Regions from separate parts of the Mus musculus genome. Here all the other regions are linked to region 5. A link is a contact called in public HiChIP or PLAC-seq and promoter capture Hi-C data. All regions are on one chromosome and are shown on one strand. Each heading gives the region's core, a stretch centred on a gene start, on an enhancer-like site or on the middle of the called end of the contact. The rest is flanking DNA. Distances are from core to core; before and after follow the strand shown. Region 1 holds the start of Lmx1a (LIM homeobox transcription factor 1 alpha). Region 2 holds the start of Tbx19 (T-box 19). Region 3 holds the start of Tiprl (TIP41, TOR signalling pathway regulator-like (S. cerevisiae)). Region 4 holds the start of Mgst3 (microsomal glutathione S-transferase 3). Region 5 holds the start of Tada1 (transcriptional adaptor 1).

Region 1 (2,700 bases), core at 36-2,535, 1.3 Mb after region 5:
GGCGATCCCCGCGACCTCCAGGTGTCTGAGGTTAGTCATCACTTACGGTGCAGATCCGAGAGCAACCGGATCCCCATCCCGCCCGCGTGAAGTCTAGGTGGCACGGATCTCTGCCGAGTCTGGGGTGTAGCTCCCCCGGGGCAACCGTTCCACGTGGAGAGAAGGAAAAGTTTGGCGCGTCCGGGAGGTCCGGGCAGCAGACTGGAGCATCAGGCTGTAGCCTCGCGGTGGGTCGAGCAGCCAAGCCGGGGAAACAGAGCACCGCGGGCCCCGCCACGGGACGCGCTCCCAGGCCCCCGCCCTGCGCACCCCACCCCCTTCCCGGGCCGCGCACGCAGCCAGCGGCCACTGTCAGAAACCGCCCGAGCCGCCTCGAAGAAGGCAGGGCGGACTTTGCACCCAGGACCCTGGGCCTCCGGTTCCACCGCCGATCTTGGAGCAGCCGCCTGGTTTCCCCTTCCCGGCTGCAGAGCGGCGCGTGTTGGCGGGACGTCCCGAGGAGGATCGGCGGCTTGAGGCCACGGCCCGGCCCCACTCCGGCGCGCCGAGGAGCGGAATCGGGGGCCGGCGTTCGCTCCTGCTCTCTCCCGGGTGCGCCGGAGTCCGGGCGGCTGCTCTGGCTGCAGCCTAGGGGACGCCTCCTCCCTCCGCCAAAGCTGCCCGGCGTCTCCCGGCCACTTCGCGCTGCTCCGGACGCTGGGCGCGAGCTCGCCCATCAGGTAAGGAAGGCTGCGGGGATCCTTAGGCTCCGGCTCGGGCGGGCGTGTTTCTGAAAGTTGATTTGAAATGCATCCAAGAGTGAACCGGGCCAGTCGCGGCTCCTCCCCAAGGCGACTCCTTTGCTCCTGCAGACGTTCCCGGCACTGGCCGACCGGCGGGAGGACCTCCCCGCGCGCCCCGCACGCCTACTCCCGAGCGCCCCCCCCCCACCCCCCAAGCAGAGCGCTGCGCCAGGAGTACGGAAGCAGGCGGGACAGTCTCCGAGTCCCTTACTCTGCCTCTCTCTAAGACAGGTGAGGGTCGAAAGTGAGTGGTGGTGCCACTGGGATATCGGACCTGGTTGGTCCCGGCTTGGCCCTGGCTCTGAGAGCAGGCGTACCCCCACCCCATCACACAGAGTACCATAGTTCTAGTGGTGGGATCCCTAGGGGCCACATTAGTATAGGATGGGGCGGAGTCGGTCTTGGAATGGGAAACCTGGGGACAGGGGTGGGGGTGGGGGTTAGGAGAACGCAGTTAGGGGGCGGAGGCCTTAGCACATAACGCGTTGACTTCAAGTGAAATCAGAGCCGTCCGAGCAGTTCACGGTGGCTCTTCTCTCTCCTCCCACCTTACATTTCCCTTGTCTGGACTCTACCCTCTAGGCTCATTCTTGTCGCCCTGGACACTGCTTCTGTCCTGTCCCAGGAGAGTGGCAACTGAGGGTGCGGAGTCCCAACAGGCACGGGAAGCTAGACTCAACCGTTCCTCCGCTCTACAGGTCCTCCTGGCTCACCCCGAACATGTTGGACGGCCTGAAGATGGAGGAGAACTTTCAAAGTGCGATTGAGACCTCGGCATCTTTCTCCTCTTTGCTGGGTAAGTGTTCAACCGCATGCTCCCTAGAGCATCCTCCTTCTGCCGGGGCCGGGAGCTCAGTACGTCAGGTCTCTGATACTGGGTTAAGCGACCAGACTAGCACCCTCTTCGCGCGCACACAGAGGTGCCCACAATCTCTGTCTTTCCGTGTCCATCAGTCCTTTTGAGTCGTCCCTACCTAAATACAACCATCAAGCCTCCCCAGGCTTCACGAGTTCAACATCGAATTCCCCAAAGCCTTGAGGGGCGGGCGAGCATGTTCACAAGGCATTTGAGTGGCAAGTGATTAATAATACCCAGGGCTGGATTTTTAATCACGGAGCTGATCGACGGCTCATAAATGCCACCGGTTTCTCAGAGGCCTGTGTCCTAGCATGAGAGATCCGAGGCCCAGAGCGCCCAGGTTCTTCTCTTCCCCCACCAACTGCAGCCCCAATTTTAGTATTGGGCATGGCCGAGAGGCTTTTCCGGGCTGGTGGGCAGCGCTGCGCTGGGATTAGCTTGCACGGCGGGGCCCTTGCCTGGTCTTTAATTAACTGAAGCCGGACCCCTGTTCCGCAAGCTTGGTATCCCTCTACCCCCAACCCAGCCACTTCGAAGGAGCAGAGAATAGAGAGATCCAAAGAGTCATACCCATGGGTCTTTCAGAGTTCAGGCTTGTTTTGCCAGTGTCTCTTCAACTCTCCCTTTGGAATTTTCAAGTTTGGAGAAAAAAATGTTTTGTTTTGTTTTGTTTTTAAATTTTCTTTCTTCCTGTGTTTCTTCCCGCTTCTTTCTGAAGGAGAGATTTTTCTTTTATTTAAACCTCTTGCCTCTTTCTCTAACTTTAGAACCAATAGAGTGGGGCTGAAAAAATTTCGATTATAGAAACCATGTCCAGAGAGAAATCGCCCACTCCACCCCAACAGTTCAGAGGAAACGAAATTACAAAACCCATGCCCTCTTCTTTCAACCTCCCTTTCGAAATTGTCAGGATTTTCTCCCCAGAGCAAGAAGGAAGACGCAGGCTAGAGCCTGTGTGCGGACTCAGGCACACTGGGTTTGGTTCTCTGCACCATGAGACCCGCGACCCATCCTATGGTTTGTCCCAACCATAGGATGGGGTGCTGAGACCAAGACAAC
Region 2 (2,700 bases), core at 35-2,534, 1.2 Mb before region 5:
TCAACTTTTCTCTCTAAGCAAAATTTCTCTCAAGGTGTAAGAAAAAGAGTCTGGGCTCAACTAACACTACTGAAAATGTCCTTCGGGTACTTTGTGTCCATAGGTACCCAAAGATGTGTGAGCATGCAGTGGGAGTCTCTTTCAAAACATTTGCATCTCCTCTGCTAAGCTCAAGCTTTAAAGTTCCCTCAAAGGCGCCTAACAGGCTAAGCTTCACAGGATCTGAGAAATGCCAGCAGGGAGCGGTATGGACAATCCCCACTCTTTGCAGGGAGAATGAAAGAAGAAAACTTCTCTTTCCTAAAACTGGGCATTAGAGCTTCATTCCCTATTATACGCCAGCTTTCCTAACTATGTGAAACACACAATCGAAACTCATTCTCCCTCAACATGCACAAGGAAGCAGGCAGAGAGAGATAGGCCATGTGGCCCTTTCAATCCCAGTCTTCAACTAGTCAAAATCGTCTGACAGACAGGTGTGCTGTGCTTAAGAACAAACTATCCAGTTTCCAAATAAAGTCAACTTTCACATTATCTGAACAGGACTGAACACAGGTCTGCTCCAGGGGACACAGTCATTCAAAAATTAATACCAGTTTCTGACAGTTGAGTCCACTTCCCCAATGCATGGGGCATGCTCCCCTGCAAAATAATTCCCCATATAATACATGTAGGTAAGACAGGTGGCCTCCATCTTCCACTGCTCTGATTATCTCAAAGAAATTAAGTTGGCTGAGTGACGGCCAGCCGAGACTGTCTTTAAGATGTTCAGAGCCTGCTGCCTCTGAACGAAGAGTGGTAGCCTCTTTACTACCAAAGGTGTCTTACCTTCCTCGCCAAGCAAAGGCTAGCACAAGTGGGCTGCAGTCAAACTCACCTGCCGTTCTTGGTCACGATCATTTCATTAGTGACTTCCTTGAATCTCTGCCAGAGGGGAGCATCCTCCAGGATGATCTGAAGTTGCTTCTCTGTAGGGTCTCCCTTCTCCCTCCCTGCCTGGAGCTCACTTTCCACCACGTTAAGCAGGCGAGACACAGTGCCTTCGCCAGCCTTCTGTGTGGCCAGTTCACTCATGGCTGTAGACCCTTTCAAACTTTGCTGAGAGCCGTTCCCACTTTCTCTGCCTCCGGCTCCTTCCTTCCCTCACTTGCTGGCTTTTCGACCCCAGCTGGTCAGTGTCTGGGAGTAGAATAAGATGCCTTGGCTCTTGCTAAAGCTTCCAGTGTGACACCCCTGAAAGTCTCCAAATTATACCACCAACCTGTTAAGCTTCAGTTGGGGAGCAGGGAGGAGAGGGTGGGGGGAGGTGGAGAAGAAAAAGCGCTCTCTTAATTACTCACTGGATCAGGTGGGAGTCAGCCTGGCTTTCCCATTGGCCGCCCTGCCTACAGTAGACGTTTAAGAAGAGTACTCCATCCAAATTATCAGGCTTTTATCTTGTTGTACCTGAAGAGGTCTAATCGGTGTATTGAGGACCGTTTTCCCGTTAATTAAAATTATTCCAGGCCCGGACTGCAACAATCAGTCAAATCATGTCTGCGTATAAATTGTGGCATGTGGCACCTATAGAAAAGGAGGTGCTGGCAGGGGAGCCACAAACTTGCTGTCTGGGCAAGCTGTCCTGGCAGAGTAGTCAGCTGAACTCCCTCCACCCTGATCTAGCAACTTGAACAGACACAGAAGCCCTGCAGACAAGAGCAGTCTATGCTGAGGGTGAAGGGCTCTGTGCCAAGATACAAGACCTGAGAATAAAGGAAGTCTCTCTGCATGCTACACTCAAGAAACTGAAGTCAGGAGGAAAAGAACTACAGACCTCTTTCCCCTAGGGAGCTCCTCTGTCATCTCCCCACTGACTGTACCCACCCACATTCACACCCTTTTTACCTCTAAGGTCCTTTTCATTTTCAGCTTTGAACTTTGATCTTCCTCCCTCGAATCCAGACCCCTAGTCTCTCTTATCTCCAGTCCTAGTGAAAGGAAGGGGGAAAGTAATTTGTCCTGAACTATTCTAAGAAAAACTCTGCGCCTCCTGGGTGGGAATCAACGTTTTACATCATTGGACTGAGTGATGCTAATCGTTGGTCCAAAAAGGCTCCCAGTTCTCTTTTGGGACAGCCGTGGCCAACGCTGTCCTTCCGGATTGAGTCCCGCTATTCCCTGAGGATGTAATTAGTAGAAACGGTTACTTCTCCTAAAGACACAGCACAGGGTGGCTGGATGGGGAGGTAGAAACCATGAAGGAGACCATCAAAACAGCTGGAACACCCCAACCCTAGGAGAGCCTAGGGTGCTGGTTTATCTTGTTATAAAAGAAAACAAGAATGTCAGAGCAATGGGGAAATAAAAGCAGAAAACTTAGGGGGAGTCTGAATGTGGAGGATGCCAAACATGAACTGAGTACCTACTAAGCACTCCACAGAAGTGATAGAAGAGAAGCGATATCTTCGTAGAACGACCCATCTGACAGGGGAAAGAAGTGACATGAAGTAGTTTGGTTATCAGCCACGGTAAGAAAATAAAGATCATGCAAAAGGACGAAGTGGTGGAGGAAGCCATGCAAGGTGAGGCGGGGCTGGGGTGGGGAGGGTCCTGATTAGATGCTGTGCTGTAGAAAGGCGATTTGAGAAGGCATCTCAACAGTGACGGAAAGGACACAGAGAAAGTTGAGTATCCAGAAGAGGGGACCCAGTAGTCATGGCT
Region 3 (2,700 bases), core at 25-2,524, 1.1 Mb before region 5:
TACCAAACTTAAGCACTGAATCTCAGCTTCTGTCATCTCTTTCCTGCTTACTGGCCTCCTCTCCAGCATTCCAGCCCTCCATCTTCTACAACACCTCCAAGAAACCTTCCAGACACAACCACGATGCATGTAGATATTGAGTAAAACTACACCTGATGACTACTATATAAAATTCAAACTTCTTAGCAAGACAGAGAACTCTCCAATGACGAGGGAGGCAACACTCTGCCAGGGCGCCCCCCCCCCAAACTTTGTCAGGATACAGTTATAGGCATCCCCAAACACCTCAGATCTCAGTCTGAGTGCTGGCTTTACCCGGCCATCCAGTCTCCAGACTTGATCAAGATTCTGCCCAGGTGCACTGACCCTCGCGCGAACACACTAACGCGCACACACACCTGTATACATCTTCATCCTAACCAACCACACAATAATATAACGGTCTCTCGTGAAACTATGAATTCCTTGGGCCTTTCTCTTTCATCTGTCCTATCTCAAGTGCTTATCACAGCACCTGATTTGCTAAAAGAAGGAAAGAAAAAAAAAAAAAAACCTGAAATCTTCATCCTAAACAGTCACACAGTAACGTCACACGGTCTCACGTCCTCTGAAGTCTGTGGTACTCAATGGTTCATGTTCAGAACCTCAAGAGCACACCACAGAACCAAAGAAGCTCAAAACTAAACATAAATACCATTTCCGTCATTGCCCGCAAGGGAACAGGTCATCGCGCCCAGAAAGGTTGCGCAGGCTTAGGTAGGAAAAAAAGGAGCGGCGAGGTTTAGGTGAAGTCCACCAAAACAGCCGCGCTCAGTTCAACCCTGAGAAGCTACAGTTCCAGCAAGCAGAGGTCGCCGCGAGCAGGGAACAGGACCATTTACTGAAGTTGTCAATCAACGGTCGGTCAGAGGGACCGAGCCTGCGGCCCCAAGTACCGCGTGAGGCTGCACCGAGACCGTCAGACCCCCAGCCCGGACACCAACCGGACCTGGCCCGGCTCGGCTCGGCTCGGCTCGGCTCGGCCCGGCCCCGCCCCACAGCCTCACTTTTCCACATCCGCAGACTTCATGATGTGGGTCTTGGACGCCGTCAGCTTCCAAGGCCCGAAGGAGAAGTCCTGGTGGCTGCTCTGAAAGCCGTGGATCATCATGGCAGAAGCGGAGCCGCAGGGTTACTCGGAGCAAGCGCCTGCGGCAGCGGTCGCACGATGGCCCTCTCTGCAGCGCGGCTCCTGGGCGCGTCCGTTACCATCTCGGCCCCGCCCCCTGCCGCCGCGCCGTAGGCCCGCCCTTCCGCCGTCTCTTCCGCCCCTCCTGGTTTTACTTCCGGGACCACTAGCTCAGGGTGACACACGTCTTACGTGGAGACGCTGAGGGGCGGGACTTGAGCGCGGGGGTGTCGCTCTGGCGCGCCGCCCTGAAGTCTCCGGGTGACGTCACCCCAGAGTGAATGTGGGAATTTGTCTTTCTGGATCCAGAGCCCCGTGCTTCACTGCCTTACCTCCTCCTTACAGACCGCTCCAAGCAGTGTCATCACCTCTTGTGCTTATGAGTCGTGGTGAAGAGGACATGCCCAATGTCCCTATCGCTCAGGAAGCCCAGCACCAACAGCGACTTTGGAGCCAATGACAAATAGTAGCTCCTCCACCTTGAATCCCAGTGGAAGAGCCCCACTTTCTTACCGTGCAAACCGCCGACGCCCTGTGTTTGATTCTTTGTACCACGAAAGAAACGTCAAATTATCCTTATGATATTTTAAGACTTTTCTACCCGCACACAGGTGTAGTGGAAACGACGCTGAAAGCCCGGTGCTCCGTCCATGCTTGCAGTGCAACTGTGTGTATCTTTGGGTAAAACACAACTGATTCTTTTCGGCCCCAGCTGCCTCAAAATGAGATGGTTTAATGTTTGAGCATCTCAAAACTGTTCACCATCTCAATTCCAACACCCCCTCTCTTATTCACTCAGTGTTTGTTTCATCGACGCTGGAACCGCTAAGCAGCGTTGTTGCATGATTTCTGCTTCAATTCCTACCTTGTCTACCAGAAGGTGTTAAGCCAAGTAAACCTTTTCCTCCTCAGGTATTTTCTGTTTGTGTGTCTGTCCCAGGAACCCATCATCAATTTCCCCTGCCCAAGGTGTCTGGATTAATTCATTCCGTTGGCATCCTATCCTTGGTTCCTACATAGTTACTCTATTTCCATTGCCTACGGAAAGTAGGGCGTCTCAGCTTCCGCAGAGGATAAAGATGTTCATCCCGAATAGTGGAGGATTGTCTACCATCACTGACCTCCAGAGGTTGGCCCCTGACGCACTTCCCAAGGAGGCTGGGGTCCTTTCACTGACGTTACATTGTAAACCTCACATCATCTAGATCTGCTAGAAGACCTAATAAGGAGGTAAATGAGCAAATTACATGCAACGAAATCCATCCTCTTTTCTTTCTGAAAGAGTTCCATACAGCCAGCCTAGGCTAGCCTTCAATTCACTATTGTAGCTAAGGAGGACCTTGAATTCCTGATTGTTCTGCTTCTTCCCAAGTGCCGTGTGTGTGTGTGTGTGTGTGTGTGTGTGTGTGTGTTTTTCACCAAGCCTCCAACATTCTTACTATATGAAGTCTTCCTTTGAATTTTTCTGCATTAGGCCAAGAAAAAAATGTATAGAATCTCTGTGATTTTTGAAAACAGCCTAGTCTACATAG
Region 4 (2,700 bases), core at 46-2,545, 1.0 Mb after region 5:
GTGAGAATAAACAATTCTGGATCCCCTGACTCAAGACAGTATACTCTCATTATGGACACACTGAAAGAAAACACACCGGGTAACCCTGACTAATAACCTTGGCTGCTTCCGGGAAACTGCAGTCTGCAGGTGCCCTACAGATTCCCGCAGGGAAGCCCTGGTTTCTGCTACTACCTTAAAATCTGCAGCAGACCCTGCAAGGCCACACCTAAGCCACCAGTACAGGCAACAGAGCAGAGAGCTGGTTGCTCTCTGGGGCACCTCCTTTCCCTAGTTAAGGGATTCAAGTCCCAACCCGCAGCGCAGCGTTGCTTTCCTACCCATCCGACCATCTGTCTCTGCTTTTCCTCTACTTCCTTTTCCGCACTGACTTGTACCCTAGGCTACTTGCAGACTGGTGCCTCCCAAGCAAAGAATTAACAGAAACCACAACCTCGGGAGTGACTCAGTGTCTCTTACTCCCTTCCACCACCCTGCAGGTGCCCCACCCTGTGGTTCTGGGTCTCCCTGTAGCGACACAAGATAAGTAAAGGGACACTTGCGGACATGTGAGTATGGGATGAATTAATATCCCACTCACTCTTCCCAAGAAGTCTCTTGCTATGAGGACAGAAGTAAGAAAATGACCCATATTCAGGTATCAATGCAAATATTTCTACGAGGCGAGAGGAAAACAAATGCAATTCCCTCTGAGACCCTCTCGAAGGATCCTAGCAACAAGACATCCATAGCAGGCGCGGCGCTTGCACGCCACTTATGAAACCTGTGCTAGATCAGGTACGAATGGCCAGTTCCCACTGCAGAGTTCCGGGCTCCTTTCTCTGTATTAACAGCTGCAGTGAGTAAGGTCAGGTGGTCTCTTGAAGGCCGAAAGAGGGAGCCCCAGGTCTTTACACAATTGGAATTAAGGAGGGGGAGGAAAATAAGGAATTGAGGATGAGCTGACCTTGAGAACCTCCCTGAGTTAGAGATAGCGAGGTAGGGGCCTCCCCGAGAAGCTCCTAAGCTACACCATCGGGGGGAGCATGCAGGGAGGGCGGAGGGCAGAGTGGGTAGAAATGCAGAGCTCAAATCGACCGATAAAGAAGGGAGGTTGGAGACCCCAATTCCGTTCCAAGTGACTGAGATACCGGTTGTGCATGTGCAGGCATTCAGGTGTCCCAGTGAAGCTAAAGCTCCTGCAGCTCGCAGCTGCCAGCACTTACCTGGCTCACCTTCGTGCGCCTGGTACAGACCTGAGAAGCACAGCAGTGCCTAGGTGCGGCTCTAGCTGTCCCGCAGGACCCGCCCCACTCCGCCCCGCCCCGCGCGGCCACGCCCTCGGGACCGCCCCCGAGACCGCCTCTGACTTTGGCGGTTCTAGCTGTTTCTTAAACTAGACTGCATTTTTTCCCTGTGTCGGGTAGCCCGCATATCTACTTTTCCGGCTCCCCAGTGTATATATTTGCTCTACTCTCCAAGTATCTTTTCGTGACTACAGTATTAAATTGCTCCTAGAGATTTGTTCTGCTTGGTTGGAACAGAAGCGACAGTAACGCGTTAGTAATTTGTCCCCGGCAGGGCACTGTAACTCAGCTTGCTGCGCGTGCGCAGAAAGTAGAGCGTAGTTTATGGAGAGCTTGGGGTGGGTGGGGAAGGCGTGTGTCTCACTTTTGGACTCTCTTGGGGAGGGGGCGTTTGAAACTGTGGGAGTTCCCTTAGCCTGCGCCGTTGGCGCGTACCTCAGCTCTGCCTACACGGTGCACCGCACCCATTCTCTCTCCCCCAGCCCCACAGGCGGGCTCCTATGGCTTGGCTCGCCCAGGTATTTCTTCCCGGACCCCGGCACAAACTTAACAAAGAGCACAGGCGCACCCTCTTGTGCCACCTCGCGGCGGCCTCCAGGAGAGCCTTGGATAGGACCTACTAAGCAGAAGCAGACCTTGACTGCTAATTTCTATAAGTTCTGCTTTAAACCGGTCGCAGAAAGCACCGAAGCTATCTGCTACTTTTTTTTTTTTTTTTTTTTTTTGCCCCGCGTTTCTGAAATGCCCTAAGAAACTTAACATGCTACGACCTAAGAAACTAGGTCAGACAGTGCATACCTTTTAATGTCTCTCCCCTCCTTCCTCACAAACACCAGAGAATAAGTTTATTCTGTAGCCAAATATGAGTGACCATGGCCTGCAGTGGCCAACTGTAATTTCGTGAACTTCTAGTAACAGAACCAAAGAAATTCCTAAGTCAAGTTCCCTTTCTTGTACGTTGGGAACGGGTGGTGGTGGGGGCATCAGGTGTGCAGATTATAGCAAAGCCTGGAATAAGATCTCAGATATTGTCTGATGACATTCTTTGTCTTGAGTTCGTAGAGGCTAGTGGCAGGTTTGTACTCTCTGAAATGATTTGAGTGATAGGTCCGAGATAGCTGTTCAAATACATAAATGACTAGTAAGGATGTTAAAGCTAGCTTGATTGGCTGAAGGTTTCCACCCCTCCACAATCACCAAAATTTTAATCAGTACAATTTTTAAGATTTTCGGATCTTTAGCACAGCTTGCATACCCTTCCTTTCTTCCACCTGTCTTTCTCCCTCACAGCCCAGGTGTGCCTCAAGTTCATATTGCCATGTAGCTCACACTGGTCTTGAACTGATCCTCCTGCCTCCACCTTCCAACTCTTGGCATTATAGAGGTGCACTAGTGAGCCCATCCTCACGAGAAT
Region 5 (2,700 bases), core at 119-2,618:
CTGCCACCCGATCCCATGATTCTCTTACAGGATTCTGTCCTAAAGTAATAATTACAAATGAGGAGAATCTGCATAAAGATGCTTGTTAAAATATTTCTTTTAATACAGGAGAAAACCCCAGTTTAATAGACAGGAAAGAAGTCATTGTATGCATCTTATCTGTGCAGTATTTAACAGGGCCCGCTGCTCACAACCACCTGTAAATTCACTCACAACGACATCTACCTAAAAACAAAATCTTTAAAAAATTATGCTGTCATTAAAAGTATGAACATTAGCCGGGCAGTGGTGGCACATGCCTTTAATCCCAGCACTTGGGAGGCAGAGACAGGTGGATTTCTGAGTTCAAGGCCAGCCTGTTCTACAAAGTGAGTTCCAGGACAGCCAGGGCTATACAGAGAAACCCTGTCTCAAAAAACAAACAAACAAACATGAACATTAAGGCAAAATAATAGCCTGGTGTCAGATAGCCAGGGCTACAAAGAGAGACCCTATTTCAAGAACAAACAAGCTGGGCATGGTGACCCATGCCTTTAGTCCCAGCCAGCACTAGAGGCAGTTGGATCTATGTGAGTTAAGAGGCCACTCTGTCAAAACGAGAGAGAGAGAGAGAGAGAGAGAGAGAGAGAGAGAGAGAGAGAGAGAGAGAGAGACTTTAAAAGTAGGCTTTAAAAAGTTTTAAGCTGAACACAGCTATGGCTTCCTAGTGTAGTATATATGTGCATATTCGAGTGTGAATTTGGAATTTGAGAGAGGACAAGCTAGCTTGTGGGTCCTTCCACTTGACCTTGACTTGAAACGAGGTTCTTTGCGTCTTTTCCTCTGTGGGTCAGGCTAACTAGCTGCTGAGACTCCTCCTGTTACCTCCCCTAGGACCTTTGGTAGTCCTGCTTGGGAATTATTTTTATTTGATCTGTCAATAGTGAATGTTCAGAACTTGAGTAACATAAATCCTGCCTTCAGGCAGCTCTCGTTTTAGTTGCAGGAGGCAGAAAACGAGATCGACCAACTAAATGTCACAATAGGTGGTGAGCACTTGGCAAAAAAATGAGGACAAGAGGATAAATTAGATATTGCATGCACTCGGGGACCTGAGCTCTTCCTTCTGGGAAGAGCTGACCTGCAGTCAGGGCGGGGCCTGGCCGGAGGGCGGGCGGGGCGGTCAAGTTCGCGCCCCGGGGGCCGCCGCGGGCGGGCAGGCGGGCGTAGGTTGGGCACGCGCCCACCAGGGGAAGCGGGTCACGTGAGCCAAGAGGCGGGAGTTGGCGAAGGGAGTTTGGCTGGGTGCTTTCCCAACTGCGAGACGGCGGGGCCAAGAACCAAACCCACGCAACGTCTCCCTAGCGGATGGGGGCGGGGCCGCCGAGCAGAGCCGAGCCGAGCCGAGCCGAGCGGAGCCGAGCCGAGCCGAGCGGAGCCGAGCCGAGCCGAGCCGAGCCGAACCGAGCCGAGCCGAGCCGAACCGAGCCGAGCCGAGCCGAGTGGAATCGAGTCGAGTCGAGCCTCCAGCGTCCGGCGCGCAGGCCTTCCGCCGCGTTGATCTTTCGGTTGCTGGTGGCCGTGGGCCGCGCGGTCTACGGTCGGGCTGAAAGACGCGCGCTGCAATGGCGACCTTTGTGAGCGAGCTGGAGGCAGCCAAGAAGAACTTGAGCGAGGCGCTGGGGGACAACGTGAAACAGTAAGAGCCGCGGGGACCAGCCTCCGGGCCTGTCCGTGGGTGTGCCCCAAGCTCGGGGCTGCCGTAGTCCCTGGACTCTCTTCACCTCCCGGAGGCCGTAGGCGTCTCGCGGCCGCCACGGCTCCCGTGCGGGCTCCGCCGGGACTCGAGGCGCTGGAGGACTTTCTCCTGGGCGTCCCGACACCGGTGATACCCGCGTGGGGGCGGGAGCAGCGCCCTAGGCGCCCCGGAGTCGGTAGAGCGGGGGGCGCGCCGGGGCGGGGTGGGGGGGCCCGGAGGGCTTCCCGGAGGCGGAGGCCCGCGTTGCTCAGGGGCCAGCTAGAAGAGCTGTGAAAGCGGGTTCGGAAGGCACAGAGACCCCAAGTGAAGTCGGTCGGTCACCCACCTTACAACCACAGCATCCAAGGGGGCGGCTGCCTAGCCGGCCGTAGGACGCCTTTCCCAGTGTTCCACACGGGCCAGCCAATCCTCAGACCTGAGATCGGCACAGTTCGTACTCGAGAGACAGAGATTACTTATTCCCCCAAAGTCACTGCCCAAGGATGGGACTGAGGCTTCTGGTTCCCGCCGTGTGATGCTTTTCAGGGGTTACTTGGAAAGTCCTCCCGTTCCCCACACCGCCGGGCTGTCAGCAGGGACTGGGGCAGAGTGACAGCTCTATAAGCAGTAGCCTGCGGCAGCCGGAGGAGGAGCCTCGATCTTTTGGGGGAACTTCAATTCTGGCAAACCCGTATTTCCTGGCACTGAAGTTGAAATGATTGACAAGAGCAGCCCGTGAAGCAGAGGTGGTGTTAATAGAAAGGCCGTCAGAAAAGCTTAGGTGCAAGCTCCTCGTCGGAACCCCTCTTTAAAAGGCTTTAAATAAATAAATAAATAAATAAATAATAAGTATTATTATTTGTAGATTTTTAAGCACCGGAATTAAAAAGAGATGCCCAGGGAAATAAGACATACCCAGATGTGGACTTCTCAATGGAGAGTCACAAGTTGTGCGTTTTGGCAGCTGTCTTGTTACACCCAAG

The links. Promoter capture Hi-C pulls out the DNA fragments that hold promoters and counts their contacts. HiChIP or PLAC-seq counts read pairs in DNA pulled down with a chosen protein or histone mark.
Region 1: a contact with region 5 is called in a promoter capture Hi-C map of cranial neural crest. The contact joins the promoter of Lmx1a here to the promoter of Tada1 in region 5. A contact is called at or near these places in 3 of 39 promoter capture datasets (cranial neural crest, frontonasal cranial neural crest and maxillary cranial neural crest).
Region 2: a contact with region 5 is called in a promoter capture Hi-C map of liver, with 4 times the contacts expected there. The contact joins the promoter of Tbx19 here to the promoter of Tada1 in region 5. A contact is called at or near these places in 4 of 39 promoter capture datasets (liver, pre-B cells and stem cell-derived epiblast-like cells).
Region 3: a contact with region 5 is called in an H3K27ac HiChIP or PLAC-seq map of embryonic stem cells, with 46 times the contacts expected there. The contact joins the promoter of Tiprl here to the promoter of Tada1 in region 5. A contact is called at or near these places in 3 of 484 Hi-C or Micro-C datasets (embryonic fibroblasts, neutrophils and stem cell-derived primordial germ cell-like cells), 1 of 115 datasets of contacts at active chromatin or transcription factors (embryonic stem cells) and 2 of 9 other capture datasets (adipose tissue and liver).
Region 4: a contact with region 5 is called in an H3K27ac HiChIP or PLAC-seq map of acute myeloid leukemia, with 12 times the contacts expected there. The contact joins the promoter of Mgst3 here to the promoter of Tada1 in region 5. A contact is called at or near these places in 8 of 39 promoter capture datasets (the 3T3-L1 cell line, 3T3-L1-derived adipocytes, the C10 cell line and 4 more), 5 of 115 datasets of contacts at active chromatin or transcription factors (the 230-238 cell line, acute myeloid leukemia, astrocytes and 1 more) and 1 of 9 other capture datasets (adipose tissue).

Annotation. Positions count from the first base shown.
Region 1 is chr1:167,688,273-167,690,972 of GRCm38.p6, forward strand. It overlaps Lmx1a (LIM homeobox transcription factor 1 alpha), which reads left to right and starts at 1,286. Exons shown (of 8, transcript NM_033652.5): 1 at 1,286-1,578. The coding sequence starts at 1,503.
Region 2 is chr1:165,159,489-165,162,188 of GRCm38.p6, forward strand. It overlaps Tbx19 (T-box 19), which reads right to left and starts at 1,285. Exons shown (of 8, transcript NM_032005.4): 1 at 878-1,285. The coding sequence starts at 1,074.
Region 3 is chr1:165,235,684-165,238,383 of GRCm38.p6, forward strand. It overlaps Tiprl (TIP41, TOR signalling pathway regulator-like (S. cerevisiae)), which reads right to left and starts at 1,275. Exons shown (of 7, transcript NM_145513.4): 1 at 1,047-1,275. The coding sequence starts at 1,150.
Region 4 is chr1:167,392,546-167,395,245 of GRCm38.p6, forward strand. It overlaps Mgst3 (microsomal glutathione S-transferase 3), which reads right to left and starts at 1,296. Exons shown (of 6, transcript NM_025569.2): 1 at 1,206-1,296.
Region 5 is chr1:166,377,799-166,380,498 of GRCm38.p6, forward strand. Tada1 (transcriptional adaptor 1) reads left to right here and starts at 1,369. Exons shown (of 8, transcript NM_030245.3): 1 at 1,369-1,678. The coding sequence starts at 1,605.